2 separate regions of the Pan troglodytes genome follow, and region 1 is linked to region 2. Evidence: chromatin contacts called from public HiChIP or PLAC-seq data. All regions are on one chromosome and are shown on one strand. The core of a region is the stretch at or near the end of the contact, and the rest is flanking DNA. Distances in the headings are between cores, read along the strand shown. Region 1 holds the start of PLEKHM3 (pleckstrin homology domain containing M3). Region 2 holds the start of FZD5 (frizzled class receptor 5).

Region 1 (5,770 bases), core at 2,319-4,818, 270 kb after region 2:
TCAGGACATCTGAATTAGAATCCTAGCCACAAAGTCTAGGATTAGGAATTATATTTACTACTCTTCACAATACCAAGCACAATGATGGTCTATAGGAAGATCTAATGAGCAATTTATATTTGTAATGTTGAAGACAATCAGGATTCAGAATTATACTTGGGTTTCAACAGTGATTTTTAAGGATTTGTTGTTATTTTGTTTTTTTGTTTTTCAGATAAAGGAATACTAGACATCAAAATGTTTATTAGGGGATGGACATATAGTCATCCTTCCAGTTTAAGATCTAAGAGCAATACTCAAACAGAAATCAAATAAATGTCTATGACAATTAAGGCAAACATACTCATTTGTCTACAAGCAAAGAGCATTTTGGAAAGAACACTCCCTTGTTCAAATTTTGGTGAACTGGTTGTGGAGACAAAAGTGACTCCATCTTGGATGCTAATCTGCCATGTTGACTTCTGATTAACCCCAGTCTGGGGAATGCCTCTAAGATTTCTATTTTTATCTATGTATACTGTCTGTAAATCCTGTTCTTAGGCCAAGACACCCTTGATGTTATCAAATCCTGCCCTTAGGCTATGACACACATAGCATTCTTCCCTTTTCCTGAGAGGTGGACTTCAATTGTCCTTATACATTCCTTCTAAAGCACATATACCCTTTCTCTGTGGTATATATCTGGGAGAAAACTGTGGAAATCTACCTGTCTGGCAGCTGCCCAAGACCATCCTTTTGTCCATAAGTTCCCCAGTAAATAACCCTCTACTGACAAACTGGATTTGTCTGCCTTGTTCTTTGGTTTCTTGGTTCCTTCTGCATTTGGGGGTTGGTTTGCGTATATGGCCCTTTCATGAAGCACACATCATGTCTTTTGTTTTTTTATTTTTAAGATACCAGGTCTTGCTCTGTTGCCCAGACTTGAGTGCAGTGGCGCAATCATAGCTCACTGCAGCCTTGAACTCCCACCTCAGCCTCCTGAATAGCTGGGACTACAGGATCAGGCCACTACACCTGGCTAATTTAAATTTGTCTTTCTTTTTTTTTTACAAAGATAGGACGTTGCCCAGGCTAGTCTAAAACTCCTGGCCTTAAGTGACCCTCTTGCGTTAGCCTCCCAAAATGTTGGTACTATAGGCACGAGACACTGCACCTGGCCTGTTTTTTTGTTTTTTGTTTTTTTTTTTAAATCTTACCTAAGGTCCACTCCTATCTCTAACAGCCCCATCTCTTTTCTTTTCTTATGTGATCTAAAAATCTTCCCCCAACACTACACTGAGACCCAAATGAGCTTTTTTTTTTTTTTTTTTGAGATGGAGTTTCACTCTTGTTGCTCAGGCCAAGATCATGCCACTGCACTCCAGCCTGGGTGACAGAGTGAGACCCTGTCTCAACAACAACAACAACAACAACAACAACAACAACAACTGCAGATCAAAGTTAAAGAAGTAAGAACTAAATGGAGCATCTTTTTAGTTTTACCAAGTAGACTATTTCTTTGTCTAGGATGTCTTTCTAGAACCCAGAAACAGAAAATGGCTCTTTTATCCTGTTGGCTTCAATATAATCATTCTTCCTAGGAGGCATATGATGTGGGTGACGGGTGGGTATGTGGTGGGGAGAGGCCCTGTGATACTTAATGAGCTGCAAATAACTCACTCCCATGTATTTGTGTGAGTGGAGTCACCCTACCTACTTATGCTAGCCTGTTTTCACACTCAGTTGATTCAAAAACTGTTGAATCAGACCATTCTGGAGCCTCTGAAAAAGTCCTCCAGACAACGGTGGGCAAGAGCAGGTTGCAACCAGGTTCCATTTACAGCAGTGTTTCTGAATGTTGTTTTGTACATTTTTATTACAAAACAGTTCACGATCGAACTTATTCACACTTTCATGTTGGAGCACTCGATCCTTCCTAAATAAATTAATGTTGCCCCGTTTCCACATTCTGTGTCCGGGATATAACTTGTCTTCAAATATAAGTAAGCATTCTCATTATCAGAAAAAAGAGTTGCAAGGCATCAGGAGAGAGAGCCACAGAGGAAAAGATTCCAAAAATCTTGGCATTCTTCCTATAACTTTTGTACCCTCAATCTTTTTCTTCCACATTTATGAAGCTTTTAAAACATTTTCCACCCTGAATGGCACACATTTACTGGGGTGACTTTACATTGTTTGCATTATTGTGGTTCTGGGACGTGAAGTTCTTAGAGGACAGGGGCATGTTTAGAATCACATCCTACAGAGAAGTGTTTAGTAAGTAGGAATGAGAAACATCGTCCGCAAGCATTTAAGGGAGTCTGTTTCCATTTTCAGTAAGGGCAGGTTGTCACTCAACATGCAGATGACCCAATAGACACAGTGGTATGTTTGGTTCCTGGGAGGGATGGATGTGTAGAGAAAGGGAGGAAAAGAGGAAGAAAGCAACATTAAGCCTGATCCCTGCCATAAGCTGAGCTCCTCACCACACGCACATGCACGCACAGACACATACACACACACACACTCGCTCCTTGGCACGCAGACACACACAGAGCTTTGCTATTCTTCGGCTAATGGGATTGGCACCGCTTAAAGCAGACTGCTAGGTCATTGTCTGCGACCACAGCAAGAGAAACATTATTTAAAGACCATTCAGACCCTAAAAGAAGCGGCTGAGCAGAGTAATTATCGGAGACTCTCCATTAACTAGGGCATCTTTGCTCTTTGTCTGGGTTGGTTTAACAAGGCCCGCTAATGGGACTGTACAGGAGGGGGTACACTAATGGTTCTAAAAAAGCCTCTTTTGGCCCCTTTATTACTGGGGACTGTCTTTAGAGATGCTGACAGTAAAGCAAGAAGTTACCATATTACAAAATGACCTTCCCAAAAATTTGATTTGGACCCTTGCAGCTTAGGACTCAGGTTTCCAAAATTAGAAAACATCTTTGTCTTCTCCACTTTTTAAAACTCTAAGCTGGTTCCCCGCTGCCCCCTGCCAACCCCCCGCTCCCCCGCCACTGTTCCTCTTACCTTACTTGGCCCTTTGGTTTCTTGGGAACTTGTCATTGGAAACAGCAGCACTCAGTGGTGATAAAGCAGAATGGCACTCCTGAGGAATTTCTCCTTGAGCTGGCTTCTCTACTCACTCTCCAGGACTCCACTTCTCTAGAAAAACTGCCTGTCCCATTATCACTTTTAAAATATGAAGCTAGAAGTCAATCACATGCTTACAAACCTAATACGGCCACCTAAATTAAAACTACTGTTCCATAATCAGTTAGCTTTATAACAAAGGCTTCAAATGCTTAGCTCTCCTAGAAGCTTGCATCACATACAGGGAACTCTTCTGTGCAGAGCTGTCTACCTCTCTTCATTTCCCCTCTCCCAACCCTAGACCAAGCTTCCATCTTCTCTCCTCTGGGTGACTGCAATTGTCCTGCAATCACCTCCTAGCAGCACTATTGGCCCTTCCAATCCATTAACTCTGCAACAGCCAATAGCCAGAGTAACTCTTTCAAAACAGAAACCTGCTTAAGCATTTCAGTAGCTTCCTATTGCTCATAAGAATTCTTACTGTGATGTAAGAGACCCAGACATGGTCTGGTCCTTTTTTCCTCCCTAGCAACATCTTGTACCATGCTCCCCCTAGCGTCTGCTTCAGCCACTGCAGCCTTCTTCAATGCCATGAGCAATTCATGCTCATTCCTGCCACAGGGCCTTTGCATATCATTCTGTCTAGAACACTCTTTACCCGAGTAGTTTCCACTCATCCTTCAGCTCTCAGCTCAGTAGTCAGCCCTTCAGGAAAGTTGTCCCTTAGTGCCCCTTCTAGGTTGACGACGTCTATATCATGCAATTATAGCACCATATGCTCCTCTTCACAGCATTTACAGTAATTAAACGTTTATACTTATCAGAATGCTTTTATGTTAATAATTACCTTGCTGTGAAACTGTAAGCTTCATGAGAATAACCACATGTTCCATAAGCAATAATTATGCCTATTTTTGTTGTACCATCCTGTCCTCAGTGCCCAGTATAATGTTTGTGACCTGAGTGCTTAATAAATCTTTGTTGCATTGTGTATAGTGATTCAAAATACTGTACCCCAGCTCCTCCATGCCTGTTCGCAATTTTTTTTTTTTTTTTTTTTTTTTGAGATGGAGTCTTGCTCTGTCGCTCAAGTGATTCTCCTGCCTCAGCCTCCTGGGTAGCTGGGACTACAGGCATGTGCCACCACGCCTGGCTATTTTTTTTTTTTTTTTAATTAGAGATGGGGTTTCACCGTGTTAGCCAGGATGGCCTCAATCTCCTGACCTCATGATCTGCCTGCCTCGGTCTCCCGAAGTGTTGGGATTACAGGCGTGAGCCACTGCGCCTGGCTGCCTGTTTGCAATTTATCAACCAAAGTTTATTCCCTGAGAGGTTCCTATGTCCAGTATATTTGGGAACTACCTATATTCCATATTTTCTCAGATCAGCGTAAGGGGCCAGGTCTCTTTTCCTATGGGATTAAAGACTAATTTTCTAGTTTTAGGGGCAGAACTAGAAGCACATTCTCATTCCCCCTCTGAGAGCATCTTTACACAATAACAGACTCACAAGGCACAAGTAGACACACACAAGCTTTAGCGATGCCTCCTGTCTTCTCAAGACCCTGTGGGAAAGAGAACAGAGGGTCTATCCAAAGAAGAAGTTGAAGAATTAGAGTGTCTCAGCACTCCAGATATGCCAGCACAGAGATAGGTGGGTGGAATTGTTCCAATTATTTATGATCCCCAAGAAAACTGGGGACTTTCTCTACTGTTTGGAGAAGGAAGCATGGGCTTCAGTAGATGCAGAGTAACAGCATGGATTGGGTGTGTATTCTGTTGCCTTTAGCTGCCCTGGAGAGAAGGCCATCAGGCCATATACAGCCAGCTGAATGTACCATGACTCATACTGAATGGGATTAGGCATTCAGTGGGCTGACTGAAGCCGTGTATCCTATCACTCCTTTTAAAAATATAAAGCTATAAGCCCACAAGTTTGAGACCAGCCGGGGCAACATAGTGAGACCTCATCTCTACCAAAAACTTAAAAATTAGCGAGATGTGGTAGTGCACACCTGTAGTCTCAGCTACTTGGGAGGCTGATGTGGGAGGATTGTTTGAGCCCAGAAGGTCGAGGCTGCAATGAACTGTGATTGCACCACTGCACTCCAGCCTGGGCAACAGGGTGAGACCATGTCAAAAAAAAAAAAAGCTAGAAATTGATTGCATAACTTGTATTTTATACTTAGTATGGCCACCTAGACCCAGACCACTGTCTTATAATCAAGTTGCATCACTCAGCCTCAGGACTGCACCAATTTAGGGACAGTCTGGAGACCAAAGAAAAAGTCTTATTATAAAATTGTGTTTTCAGAAAATCTGAGGCCCATAGAGAATTGTCCTCCCAAGACAGGTGAACATAAAGCTGCATGGTCACACCTCATGGGTTCCAGATGCATTTAAGTTCAGAGCCAGTGCCAGGAAATTTTCTAGAGCTGGTACTACTGGAAGAGACTGCTGCAAACACATAATCTTTACCGCATCTAAATTATGGAGAAAATGTGCAAACCTCCAAGCCTCAATTAACACGTATCCTATGGGCATTTCTTGGCACTCTTGTACTGCACAGGATAGAGGAGTGTGAAACAAGATTCCTGCCCTAATGAAAGAGATATGTGTTTCATAGAAACACATATCTAATGAACACAGTCTCATGTGTTCTAACACAGTCTAATGAACACAGTCTAGTGAAAGAG
Region 2 (5,745 bases), core at 2,557-5,056:
AAGGGATCACTGAAGCCTAAGAACCACCCACTACCTCTCAGGCACAAAGCTGCCATCTCACCAGCCTAAAATTCAAGCTCCACCAATCACCATCGCTTAGGCTCTCACTACTGCAAATATTTATGCCAGATCCTCTATAATGCTACCTCTAACTTATTCAAGACACAACGATGGTGCTGTTAGGAGTGAGAATTATTACAAGCACTACAGAAAAGAAACTGAACCTCTCTCTATAAACAAAGCTAAGGCTGAACACAAAATCGCTAAGCACTCCCTAACCTTGTCACTTTGGGGAGGCCCTGAGCACATTATGCTCCCCTCCTAGGTATGACCTGGGGCTATAAACTGCAGCTCACCTTAAAGAATCATGGACACTTTAAGCAGTGGAAGGAGAAGCTGGCTGAAAAAGCACACCCAACAACTTCCCAGTCACAGCAACCGAAACGTTCACTGTTCACATTTTTTTAAAAGACACACGTATAGGAAATATATTTTCCCAACTGAGACCACACAGTTCAAAGAAACCTGAACCAAGTGGAACTTCATTACAACGCCAACCTTAGGATTGTAAAGCCCCCAAAGCAAAGGTAAATTGTTGCCAAAATGCAACAAAGTTACAAATTAAGAAAAATACATATAAATTAAAAAGAGGGTTCCCATAAAGAAGGCAGTAAGAAACGCAAAATAGAATACACGTGAGCTGGGCCCCTTGGAGAAGACCTGGGACAGGTTCTTCCTCGAAAACGCCCCTCTTCCCTCTCTCCAAGTCGCCGCGGGAGGGGGCAACAGCACCATAAAGGTAAACGGAAGTGACCTTGGCAAAACTACCAAACAAAACGCCCCCCTCCCCTCAGCTCTCCGGCCGAGTCCCTCGGCGCCAGCCTCCTACACGTGCGACAGGGACACCTGCTTGTGGTAGGTGGCGGCGGGGCCCGGCGGCCCGGTCCTGCCTGTGAGCGCGGCGCTCGCCTCGGGGTAGTCCCCGGCGGCCATGGCGCCCCCGCTCTTGTGGCCGCGCCGCGGGCGGCAGCAGCAGCGGCTGGTGAAACGCCGCCACGACTCCACCGTCTTGCCCGACCAGATCCAGACGCCCGACGTGATGCCCACCACCAGGCACATGAAGTACTTGAGCATGAGCACCCAGTACTCGGGCTTGGCGCGCGGCTGGCCGGCGTCGTGGCCCGGGCAGGCGCAGGTGAGCGCCGCCTCCCAGCTCTCGCGGTAGTGCTGCTCGTACAGGTAGCAGGCCACCACAATGCTGGCGGGGACCGTGTAGAGCAGCGTGAAGATGCCGATGCGGATCATGAGCTTCTCCAGCTTGTCCGTCTTGGTGCCGCCCTGCTTGATGACGCTGCGGATGCGGAAGAGCGACACGAAGCCCGCCAGCAGGAAGAGCGTGCCCACCAGCAGGTAGAGCACCAGCGGGCCCAGCACGAAGCCGCGCAGCGAGTTCAGGTTCTGGTTGCCCACGTAGCAGATGCCGGCCACTGGGTCCCCGTCCACGGAGCTCAGCGCCAGTGCCGTAATGGACTTGACGCTGGGGATGAGCCACGCAGCCAGGTGGAAGTACTGCGCGTAGCCCGCGATGGCCTCGTTGCCCCACTTCATGCCGGCGGCCAGGAACCAGGTGAGCGACAGGATGACCCACCAGATGGAGCTGGCCATGCCGAAGAAGTAGACCAGGAGGAAGACGATGGTGCACAGTGCAGGGCCCGTGGTCTCGTAGTGGATGTGGTTGTGCTCGCGGCTGCAGGCCACGCTGGCATGGCCCACGACCAGACGCACCAGGAAGCCCAGCGACACGCACAGGTAGCAGGCTGACAGGAAGATGATGGGGCGCTCAGGATAGCGGAAGCGTTCCATGTCGATGAGGAAGGTGGCCACTGTGGTGGACGTGGAGATGAAGCACAGCACCGACCACAGGCCTATCCAGAAGGTGGCGAACGTGCGCTCGTCGGCACTGAAGGACGGCTGGTAGCAGGGTACCGCGCAGTTGGGCACCTGGCCCGTCCGCACCTTGTTGTAGAGCGGGTGTGACTCCTTCAGAATGGGCACGAAGGGCTCGCGACACTTGCACACGAACGGGCCCCCAGCGGGGCATTCGCCCCCCGAGGCCGGCGCCCCTGGCGGGCCTGGAAGGGTGGGCTTGGCTGGGAAAGGCCTGGGGGGCGCCGTGGTGGCCTCGCTGCGGTTGTAATCCATGCAGAGGACCTCGGCGTCGCGGCCCAGCACCGGGAGGCGGTCGCAGCTCATGCGCTCGGGCCAGGCGAAGCCGTACTGGCGCATCAGCGGCGAGCAGCCGGCCTTGGCGCGCTCGCACACCGAGCGGCAGGGCGGCAGCGGCTTGTGGTAGTCGGGCAGACAGATGGGCGTGTACATAGAGCATAGGAAGAAGCGCAGGTCCGGCGAGCATTGGATCTCCACCAGCGGCCAGAACTGGTGCACCTCCAGGCCCGCCTCGTCCTGCGTGTCGTGGTTGAACTGGTTGGGCATGTGCGTCAGGTTGTAGCCGATGCCGCGGCACATGGGCACCGTGATTTCCTGGCACACCGGGGCCTTGGACGCGGCGGCCGCCCGGCCCACCAGCTGCGCCAGGAGCAGCAGCAACAGCGAGGGCGGCGCGGATGGGTCAGGCCGAGCCATCGCCCCCTCCCTCCCCTCGCCTCCAGCAGCCCGCGAGGGACGCACACAGGCAGAGGAATCCGGGCCGGGGCTTCTCCCTCCGGCGTCTCGTGTGTGGCGCCGGGGCTGGCAACCTGTTGGTTGCTTTTTCCTTTAAAGAAAACCGTCCAAAGATAAACTGCTTCGGGAAGGCGCTGCCTCCGCTGGCAGCGCTCCGCTCCTCGCCGGATAGGGCTGGGGAGAGACGGTTAGGGCTCGGATTCCAGGGAAAGGACTCTTTAAAAAAGAAGGGGGAGAAGAAAGATTGCAACCACTCCCTGTTGGAGAGGCGTCAACAGTTCGGTCCCCGCGAGCTGTCTCCAAATCTCTTAAGTTAACCCCTTTCCTTTCCTCCCCGCTCCGCCTCCTGTAACCAAACTACTGATTCCCCCACCCTCTCTTTCCAAGCTGGGCCTTTCAGGCAGTGCCCGGAGACCAGAACCCTCAGCTTCCCGGAAAAGGGCACAGGAACCGGGAGAAGAACAGGGAGAAAGGGAAGGTTCTCACCTCCACGGATCCCGCCGAGAAGAGCAGACAGTCCCCAACCAGCCTGGGTCCTCCGTCCCTGGGTCACTCCGCTGAGAAGCGCGACTCAGAGCCGGGCTGGCGCCCGGAAAGTTTAGCGACAGGCTGGGTACCCGTGGCAGCGGCACATGGCAGCAGGTGGGGGCGACTCAGAGTGGGGGGCGCCCCCAGAACAGGGGCGGCGCAGGCCGGTCACTCGCCCTCTCCTCCTCGGGAGCCCCCCGCATGATCCAGACGGAGCCGGGCAGGGGCAGGCCGTGCGTTCTCCCCGGGGCCGGGAGCCGGACGGAGGGCGAGCGCGCCTGGCAGCACCTGGGCGGGAGGAACGCGGGAGGCGGGGGCCGTGGGACCCCGCCGCCTCACAGCACCGCGAGCAGCCGGCGCTGGCCGGGCCGGGACTGCATGGTGAGCGCCGGCCGCCGCGTCCCGCCCGCCGCTCGCTTCCTCCCCTGCAGGGGGCTCCGCGCTCCAGTGGACTCCTGGGGGCGGTGGCGACGCTCTCGGGACGTGCCCTGCTCGGCTCCTCCCCCGCGCTCTCGCACCCTTTCGCCCACCTCTGGCGAGCACGGAACCGCGCGCGGCGGCGACCACAGCGGACTCACGGCCGCAGGCTGGCTGCCCTCTCCCGCCCCGCCCGGGTCACCTGCTTCTAATGCCCGCCGGGAAGCCCCGCCCCGGCCCCGCCCCCTCAGGCCCGGGCGCGGTTGGTGGGCCGCCTCGCCACGCTCTCCGCGCGTCCCCGCCCACTGCCCCGCGGGCTCGGCCTTTCCCCCGGCGCCTTCTGGCCCCTCCAGGAGCGGGCGGCCAAGGAGCGCTGACAAATCGCGGGCCGGGAGGAGATGGGGGCGGGGCGAATGCTAATCATGCCGCTCTGGGCACCCGGGCGGGAAGCCCTTGCCAGAAGTCCCTCCGGAGTTCTCTGCCCGCGCCCTGGGTGCAGGACTCGCTCCTGTAACTTCCTGGCTTATGCACCTTTGCTCCCAGGGCCCCTGCCCTTTCTGCCTGCAGCTAAGCGTCCTTACAGAGTTCAGTGCTTCTTTGAAAGAACTGCTCAAGGAATCATTCTTAGGCGTGGCTGTCTCCCTTCTGCGCTGTCTTGGATCTGTGTGAAAGAAGAGAGGATACTTACTGAGCCCTTTACTGTGTGCCCAACAAAGTGTTAATCGGTTACATCCTTTTTTTTTTTTTTTTGAGACGAGTTGTTCTGTCTCCCAGGCTGGAGTGCAGTGGCGCGATCTCGGCTCACTGCAACCTCCGCCTCCCGGGTTCAAGCGATTCTCCTGCCTCAGCCTCCTGAGTAGCTGGGATTACTGGCGCCCGCCACCACGCCTAGCTAATTTTTGTATTTTTTGGTAGAGACGGGCTTTCACCATGTAAGGCTGTTCTCGAACTCCTGACACCGTGATCTGCCCGCCTCGGCCTCCCAAAGTGCTGGGATTACAGGTGTGAGCCACCGCGCCCGGCCCGTTTACATCTTAAGACAAGATCTCACTCCTTACAACAATTCTGAGGCAGGTACTTCCTACAGGTGAAGAAACCGAGACTGAGACTTGGCCAAGGCAACCGAGCTAATCACAGTTCCCCCAAGAAAGGGCGACCTCGGCAAGCAAGTTCACCTCCGTTTTCCGATCACCTGGCACATAGTAGCCGCCCAAATGGCAACCCTGGGATTCGAACCCAGGTAGTTGGTCAGCGGCACTCACCATCGTAGCCGCCCCTCCCCCCATACCATCGCAGCCTCCCTGGCTTCGACCTTTACTTTTGCATCTCTTAACAAAATCTTGTTGTGACAAGAAAATGGATTTCTTTCTGCCTTTAGAAGACCCAGAAAGATGTGAGTCCTTTATTGGTCGAGGTTTATAATCCCAGGCAGTTCCGAAGTCGCCCGCAGAGAGAAGCGATACCGACCCAGGGTTCTGTGCTGGGCAGGGCGCCGGCCTCCCCGTCCCCTTCCGTCCCCGGCTGCCTGCTGCTAAGCCGCGCACTTGCGCGCCGCGGGGGGTCGGAGGGCGCACCGATGGCGGGGACACGGCGGCGCTCTTCTGTTGCGCAATTATGCTACAAGTTTTAAATGTCCTAAAAATGCCTCTTTTCTATGTGTTGTAATTAGATTGGAAGACTGAGGTATTTAGCATACTTGAAATACATTCACACGCCTAGGAAGAGGGTTTAAATTTTTTCCTTCTCCCCAAACTTTTCCTTCCACTGGGCAAAGGGCGAAAATAGGCAAGAGGGCCTGGGGACACTTGAAGGGATAGGGACTGGACTAACTGGACTAGATCCAGATCAACCGCGGGTTACTGTCCATCTCCTGTCCGGGATCCCATTGCCACAGGTTGGAAGAATAAATTGCGGAAGTGCCACTCCCCTCCTGCGTATCAACAACGCTTTGTGGGCAATAATGAAGAACACGTGTGTTAATCCCAGCCTCCAAGTTAAAAAGGAACAAATATCAATCACTTCGCAGATATCAAAACTATTAATAAACGTTTAAAAGGCCGGGCGCCATAGCTCACGCCTGTAATCCTAACACTTTGGGAGGCTGAGGTGGGAGGATGG

What was found. HiChIP or PLAC-seq counts read pairs in DNA pulled down with a chosen protein or histone mark.
Region 1: an H3K4me3 HiChIP or PLAC-seq map of stem cell-derived excitatory neurons shows a contact between it and region 2, with 14 times the contacts expected there. The contact joins the promoter of PLEKHM3 here to the promoter of FZD5 in region 2. A contact is called at or near these places in 2 of 7 Hi-C or Micro-C datasets (induced pluripotent stem cells and stem cell-derived neural progenitor cells) and 1 of 1 datasets of contacts at active chromatin or transcription factors (stem cell-derived excitatory neurons).

The regions. Positions count from the first base shown.
Region 1 is chr13:110,272,636-110,278,405 of NHGRI_mPanTro3-v2.0_pri, forward strand. PLEKHM3 (pleckstrin homology domain containing M3) reads right to left here and starts at 3,569. Exons shown (of 8, transcript XM_016950390.4): 1 at 3,013-3,569.
Region 2 is chr13:110,002,233-110,007,977 of NHGRI_mPanTro3-v2.0_pri, forward strand. It overlaps FZD5 (frizzled class receptor 5), which reads right to left and starts at 3,807. Exons shown (of 2, transcript XM_063790696.1): 1 at 3,169-3,807; 2 at 515-2,898. The coding sequence starts at 2,643. The coding sequence ends at 886.